2 separate regions of the Mus musculus genome follow, and region 1 is linked to region 2. The links are chromatin contacts, called in public HiChIP or PLAC-seq maps. All regions are on one chromosome and are shown on one strand. Each heading gives the region's core, a stretch centred on a gene start, on an enhancer-like site or on the middle of the called end of the contact. The rest is flanking DNA. Distances are from core to core; before and after follow the strand shown.

Region 1 (3,723 bases), core at 411-2,910, 46 kb before region 2:
GGCATCCTTAGAAGGCTACTCCGTGTCATGGCCTTGCTCACTGAGGTCCAGCACTTGCTCAACCTCATAACTAGAAAGTAGAACACATTGCTGCATCGCCCAGCGTTAGCATCAAATGCCAGTTGTATGCTGGTGCTTATGGTGGCGGTGAGATGAGGTTAGCACTACAGAAACGCCCAGGTCTCTCGGTCTGCTTGCTTCTTTCTAGGCTTTTGTGGAAGTGTCTCATGATGAGGAGCACTGGCTTGGTTAAGTCCAGGAAGTGAGGGCGAGGAGATGGGGGAGTGCGCTAAACAGCAGCAGCACCTTCAGATGATGTTGGCTATCAGGAGGTCACAGTGTTCCAAGTGTCCCTGTGTATCTGGAATGTCACCCAACCGCTTTGTCCTCATCTGAATGAGTCATGCAGACTGCATCCTAAGTTTCCAGTAATCATCCATAAATTTGAATATTTGTGTGTATGAAATATAGATTTTTAGTGGTGTATTTATATCACTCTATCATCATATATAATCAAGTATATATTATATAGTTGTATGTTTATTTTATTGCATATACATACTAACTACATTAGATATGTATTGTAGGTCAAATATATAAAGTTCTGGGAGAAACATGCCTACCTCGGTTTTGCCCGACTTGGCTTTGCTGGGCTATTGTCTTGCTGTCAACAAGTCAGCACCTCACCACATATGTATTGCCACACATACATATATGAAAACTATGTATACATACTTATACATGGTCTTCAATCTTTTGATCCTCCAAGTGCCAGAATTACAGGCATAGGTCACCCTACCTAGCTGCCACCTTTGTTTTCAATCTGAGAAGAAGAGAGAGAGAAAAGATTCCTCAGAGCTAAGCATAAGCGGACTCTGGAGATTTTATGCCGTAGCTGACCCAGGCACCCTGATGGCGGGAACGCTGGTGACAAATGCGGAGAGCTGCTGGCTATCATGAATGGAGAGTCCTTTAAGAATGTCCAGGTCCTGTCAGGTGCTCTGAGGCTGTCACTGATATTTGAGGGCCTAAGTGGCAGTCCTGCTGTAGAGTTGCAAGCTGTCTTCTGATGCTGGCTACTGTCCTTTTATGGGACACTACCAGACAGACAATAGCTTTGTAAATTCTGCCAATTCACAGAACACGTCCGGAAGGCTGCCCTCTCTAGCCTAGTGTGCAAGGTGCTTACTGCCACTCCACTGAGGTTTAGAGTGCCAGGGTCACTCTGCCAGACCCCTGTCTTCATCTCACTGTGCTGGACATTTGCAGGCTCCGTGGTGGGGACCTGGACGTTTTCCAATTGTAGTTGTGTTGGGGTGGAGGGAGATCAAGGAGAGTAATTGCTCTGGGGCGGTATCAGGCTTGGCTCTACCCCCAACCTGGACCCAGAGAAGGGGCTCAGCAGGTTAGTCGAGCAGGCTTCCTCACCTAGGGAGGTGGATGAAATGTGGAGTAAGCCCTAGGACCCAGGTCAGCTCTAGTCTCGATGTTGGAAGTTTACTCGCTTAGAGGGTTATTCTGATACGTGACGTGGTGCGGTGCGGGGACCCTGTACAGAACCCAACCAGTGATGTGAGTCGTGAGGCTCGGGTTTATCTGGCGCCTGGCAGCGAGGGGCGGGCCCTGCACGCAGGCGTTGTAAACTAGTGGGGCAGGCGCAGTGCGCACGGTGGCAGCGACGGCGACAGCAGGTGGGTCATAGCGGGTCTGGAGGGACCGCTGCTGCGGGAACGTAAATGCAAGAGAAGGCTTGGGCGTCTAGGGGCACAGGGACATGGCGGAGGCAGCTAGCCTCAGCAGCTGTGGCTGCGGAGCATATGGCGAGGGGAGGTGCACCACAGCTTTCACATCCGGGAATCGGGAATCGGGGCCCTTGCAGCTCTGGCCTCCTGGCTTCAGGTGAGCTGTTCCTCCAACCTGGCAGAAGAGGGGGTGATCGCTTTTCTCTGAGGCCATGTCCCTTTGGCCACGTTCCCGGCTGCAGGAGCGGCTCCTGTTCCGGGTCCTGACAACCTGGCACTGCTCCAGGGAAGCCTCCCATTTCTTCTTGCTCGTGGTGCAGCCTGTTCCAAGCCTGTTCTTAAGCAACCTCCCACTCACTCACAGAACCACCTACCTGGTTCGCAGGTCCGCTGCAGGTCTGCTTCTCTCTGCCAGTTCCACTGCCCTGAAAGCTGACAGGAAGGACTTCCATGCGTTCTATCCCTCTGCCCACAGTCCCTGACACGCGTCCCATTCAAGCCTTCTAAAGTAGGTCCATGGTGCAGCTGACCTGGGCTCCTAAGGAGAGGAGGCGAGGACTGGGGTGGGCTGTCTATGAAAGAATGGAGGATGGTTGGTTATTCCCGCTGTCTGTCCCCAGTAGGTTCCAGAAACTGGTTCAGTACTCCGTCTGCCATGGCCCGGGGACTGCCCAGTACTGCCTGTTTGGCACGCTTCTGCCAGAAACTGAACCGTCTGAAGCCACTGGAAGAGTCTAGCATGGAGACATCACTGCGGCGCTGCCTGTCCACACTGGACTTGACTCTACTGGGTGTGGGTGGCATGGTGGGATCTGGGCTCTATGTGCTCACAGGCACAGTGGCCAAGGACATGGCTGGCCCCGCTGTGCTCTTGTCCTTTTTGGTGGCCGCTGTAGCCTCCCTGCTGGCGGCCCTATGCTATGCAGAGTTTGGAGCCCGTGTGCCCCGTACTGGCTCAGCATACCTATTCACGTACGTGTCCATGGGGGAGATATGGGCATTCCTCATAGGCTGGAATGTGCTTCTAGAATACCTCATTGGAGGTGCCGCTGTAGCCCGTGCCTGGAGTGGCTATTTGGATGCCATCTTTAACCACAGCATTCGCAACTTCACGGAGTCTCACCTGGGCGTCTGGCAGGTGCCCTTCCTAGCTCACTATCCAGATTTTCTGGCCGCTGGCATTTTACTCGTGGCTTCTGCCTTTGTCTCCTGCGGAGCCCGAGTCTCCTCCTGGCTTAATCACACGTTCTCAGCCATCAGTCTGATTGTGATCCTCTTCATCATTGTCCTGGGTTTCATCCTGGCCCGTCCTCACAACTGGAGTGCAGAAGAAGGTGGTTTCGCACCCTTCGGCTTCTCTGGCATCCTGGCTGGCACAGCCACCTGTTTCTATGCCTTCGTGGGATTTGATGTTATTGCTGCCTCCAGTGAGGAGGCCAAAAACCCACGGTGGGCGGTGCCCATGGCCATCGCCATCTCCCTCAGCCTGGCAGCTGGTGCCTATATTCTGGTCTCCACTGTGTTAACCCTCATGGTACCTTGGCACAGCCTAGACCCTGACTCGGCGCTTGCTGATGCTTTCTACAGGCGGGGTTACAGCTGGGCTGGCTTCATTGTGGCAGTTGGCTCTATCTGTGGTAAGGGTCCCTTCTGGGCAGGGTGGGAGGGGACAAGGTAGAGGGCCCTGCCCCAAACCTCTCAAAATACTTCTATCCATGCTCCAGCTTTACTACTTGTATAATGAGTTCATGAAAACACAGACTTGCTGGCAGACCCTCTCCCCACAAATTGTACACAGAATATCAGTCTGGTGGCACAGGTTCTGCTTACAGGCAGACGGCGAGCTTTCAAAAGGTTCATTAATTGGCCTGAACAGAAGTGCCCCAGTCCTGGGTGGGAGGTGAGAAGCTGACACCCTCAGTACACATTCTATCTGTGAGCCTAGCAGTGGCCCGCTCTGAGCTTATCTGCTGTGCTGACT
Region 2 (3,679 bases), core at 576-3,075:
TTAGCCCCACTATTTCAATAAAATACTCACCACTGCCTGAGACCCTGCTCCCCAGCTCCTCTGCATCCTGAGACCACCAGTGATCAACGCCCAGTCGGGAGCAAAGGACCCACATCTGGGGCTCAAACAGGGATGCTCGGAAGATGGCAAGGATTTCCTTCTGAGGGACATCAGCATCCCAACCTGAGGATCCTCAGCTGGTTCTTCCTTCTTCCTTTACCTTCAATTTGAGGCATCGCAAGGGACTGACTACGGTGAAGGGGCAACTTCTTTTGGTCGGGGCTAGCCTTGAACAGGCTGAATCAGACCTTGTTTTACCACAGTTGCCTAGCCCACCTAGGGTGGAGTCTTCTAACCTAGGTGAAGTCTATTGTCTGGCCACATCTTGTGGAGGAGCGCCCTGAAGACTGCCCCTAGGTGGAGCTCACTGCCCTTGAACAGGCCATTGAGTATATTAGAAAATGACCTGCCACATCCACACACACCCTCTTTATGCCCCACTGATGCCTTATGCCCCCTCCTGCCTCCCTCACACCCTAAGAACACTCATAGAACTCTTGAAGGCTCTTTGTCTTCTACCTCCCACACCCACCAACTATGTGAAATTAGAGATTCGTCCAAACTTCAGCACAAATAAAGTAACACCTGGGTTTTCCATGTTTTCAACTCACTTACTCTCTGCCCCTACACTGGTATCCCTACTGGGCCAATGAATTAAAAGAGGTTAGACAATCAAAAGGAGGATGGTACTCATGCACCCTGGGCCAAATCCATTCTTCTGAGTCTTGTGCAGCTCTAAGTACACTACTGAGCCAGCACATCGGTTGGTCCTTCTTGCCCCCTATTCCTTCAATGGGAGGCTTTATATAGGGATGAATGCCTCCAACAGATCAGGAAAAATCAAAACCAACTAAATAGGGGCTTCGATGACCTTTTCAGCCAAGACAACTCCTCTACAGGAGCATAACAGGCTACCCAACCTCGCCGGTACTTAGATCAAGTATGCCTTTGTGCCCTTCAGGCCTGGAGTCCCATAACCTCCCCTTCTGCATCCCAAGATTGTAATTGTTCACCTCTCTTCCCCCAGCAGAAACCCAAGGAACCCATTTCTGACTTTGTTCCTGCTACAAAAGTGAGCCTAGAATGTAAAACGCCTGATCCTGTGGTCAGAGAAATCCCCCTTCAAAGCATCACTGGGGAAACCGTGCTCTCGGAACACACCGGCTAGCGTCTCAGGGTTTGAAAAATGAACATTCCGATAACTGGACAGTTGCTACTTAGTATATTGGGACGGCCTCCCATAAGGTCACTATCTTCACCCAGGCCTTTACAAGGCCATTAAAAGAAAATGTTCTAAATGTGTCGTTAACATTTTATTTTGTGCATGTATATGGGGATCAAAGGACAATTACTGGACGTTGGTTCTCTCCTTCCAGCAGGTTGCGTCCTGGGGATCAAATTCAATCTTCAGGGTTGGTAGCAAGTGCTGAGCCACCAGTCCGTGGCCGAGTTCTTTCAGTAAAGAGCCCAGGTTTTTCTTGGTGGTGGATCTTTTTCAACCAGAGTGTGCGCGTACGTTGTTCAGGGAGCAGTACAGACCACACCCAGCTGCTTCGTCCAAACGACAGACGCTCAAACAAAACAGGGACCCGAAACTACAGATGCAGAAACCTCAACTCGGGAGCGACGATCGCCATCCCTCACTCCCAACATCCGGTGGCCCGCCCCGCCAGGATCTCTTCCGGTCCCGCCCCTTGGGGGCCCGCGCCACGGGCGACGGAGTATCTCTGCTCCCAACTTCCGCGTCGATCCACCCATCGCGAGATTTTGGCGGCGCAGCAATGGCAAGACCGTGAGTACCGCTGACGGGAGTCTATAGAACGAGCTAGGACAAGACTGGTACGGGGTCGGGCCTCGGGGAGCCGACCGGCTCGGGCCCTCTGGAGGGAGTGACAGTTGGGCGTGAAGACAGTCCTCCCCCGACTGCCGCCCACCACCCAGATCCCGCCCCTTCCCCAGATGCCGCGACACTGCTCCGCCGCCGGCTGCTGCACACGGGATACGCGCGAGACTCGCAACCGCGGCATCTCCTTCCACAGGTCAGCGCGCGTGCGTAGTGGCACGCGAGGGCTCATAGCGCAGGCGCCGGTGTTGCCGCACCTTAGGCCTCGCAGGAGACGGCGCTTTCCCGAGGTCGATGTGAGGCTTGAACTTGTGAGCGGGAGGGTGACAGGGAAGGGCGCATAGTCTCGAGTCCAGCCGGAAAAAGGACTGGACGCTTACCTGGCTTGGATTTACAGCTCCGACTCATTCCTGCTAGATGATGCTGAGCCGGCCCCTTTCTTTCTCTCGTTCTCAGTTTCTCCTTTCCCCCAGCGGGTGGTAATCTGAAAGGGTCGCGGGGAGGTCTGCCATTCTTGCTTGGGGAGCTTGGGCATCCTGAACGCAGGACTGTAGACAGTCTGGTGCTCACGGTTTTGTGGCTCTGCAGACTTCCCAAGAAAGACAACCCCAGGCGCGGCTTGTGGCTGGCCAACTGTCAGCGGCTGGACCCCAGCGGCCAGGGCCTGTGGGATCCGACCTCTGAGTACATCTACTTCTGCTCCAAACACTTCGAGGAAAACTGCTTTGAGCTGGTGGGAATCAGGTGGGTCTTTCTGCCAGCTAACACCAGGACAGGTTGTGAGGCATCAGAGCAGTGGGTCAAACGAGGCAGCTCTTTGCCCTGGTGGAGTCCATGCACATCCGCTGGCATGCTCAGAGACAAGCAGACCAGTTGTCAAGCGTGCCAAGCCTCTTTCCAGTTTTGTACAGTTAAAGCATGATCCCAGGATCACTGTGCCAGTGACATTAGAGAAAATCAGGCTTTCCAGGCTGGGGAAATAGCCCCCTTTGCTAAAGACGTGGTATGCAAGCATTAGGACCTGATTTCAGATTCAAGGACCCAAATAAAAAGCCACATGTGATTGCTTGTTCCTTTAATCCCAGTCCTGGAGAAGACAAAACAAAAAGGGGATCCCAAGGACTTATGGAAAAGCTAGTCTAGATGAGTTGTTGAGCCCTGTGTTGAGTTGAGAAACTTGTCTTTAAAAAAATAAGGTGGAAGGGCTGGAGAGATGGCTTAACCATTTTAGAGCATTACAGAGGACTGGGGTTCAATCTACCTCTGAGGGCACGGGTACACATATGTACATGCAGGCAAAATATTCATACACATCAGTAGAGCTGGCTCAGAGGTTACGAGCACTCACTGGCTGTTCTTCCAGAAGACCTGTGTTCATTTCCCACCACCCACATAATGGCTTATAGCAGTCTGGAACTGGAACTGGCTCACTCCAGTTCCAAGTGATCCTTTATCCTTTTCTAACCTCTGTAGGTACTAGGCACGCATTCGGTGAACAGTCATAGGCAAACACTTATACACATAAAAATAAAAAAGGTTTTTAAGGAAAAAAATCTTTAAAAACAAAGGTAGAGAATGATTAAGGAAGTCACCTGAGGTTAGCCGCTCCATGCAAAAGAAAAACAGCTTTTTCATAGGATGGTTAGCACCTAGTTCTTCCAGCCGTCCACCTATCCCTGCTGGTGGGTTCTCCATTCACCTTAACCCGGGAAGCTCATTCACAGGGAAGATGAGTTTGATTTTACCACACGTGGCATTCTTGAGATTGCTACTGGC

What was found. HiChIP or PLAC-seq counts read pairs in DNA pulled down with a chosen protein or histone mark.
Region 1: a contact with region 2 is called in an H3K27ac HiChIP or PLAC-seq map of embryonic stem cells, with 10 read pairs. The contact joins the promoter of Slc7a4 here to the promoter of Thap7 in region 2. A contact is called at or near these places in 1 of 39 promoter capture datasets (macrophages), 3 of 15 datasets of contacts at CTCF or cohesin (CD8 T cells, the NIH/3T3 cell line and embryonic stem cells), 7 of 484 Hi-C or Micro-C datasets (the AML12 cell line, cardiomyocytes, cerebral cortex and 4 more), 10 of 115 datasets of contacts at active chromatin or transcription factors (CD8 T cells, the SCID.adh cell line, bone marrow-derived macrophages and 4 more) and 3 of 9 other capture datasets (adipose tissue, liver and pancreatic islet).

Annotation. Positions count from the first base shown.
Region 1 is chr16:17,574,608-17,578,330 of GRCm38.p6, reverse strand. It overlaps Slc7a4 (solute carrier family 7 (cationic amino acid transporter, y+ system), member 4), which reads left to right and starts at 1,660. Exons shown (of 5, transcript NM_144852.3): 1 at 1,660-1,691; 2 at 2,366-3,379. The coding sequence starts at 2,398. LOC115488657 (a long non-coding RNA gene) reads right to left here and starts at 2,452. Exons shown (of 2, transcript XR_003951946.1): 1 at 2,117-2,452; 2 at 1,574-1,917.
Region 2 is chr16:17,529,198-17,532,876 of GRCm38.p6, reverse strand. Thap7 (THAP domain containing 7) reads left to right here and starts at 1,825. Exons shown (of 5, transcript NM_026909.2): 1 at 1,825-1,852; 2 at 2,020-2,099; 3 at 2,492-2,647. The coding sequence starts at 2,020.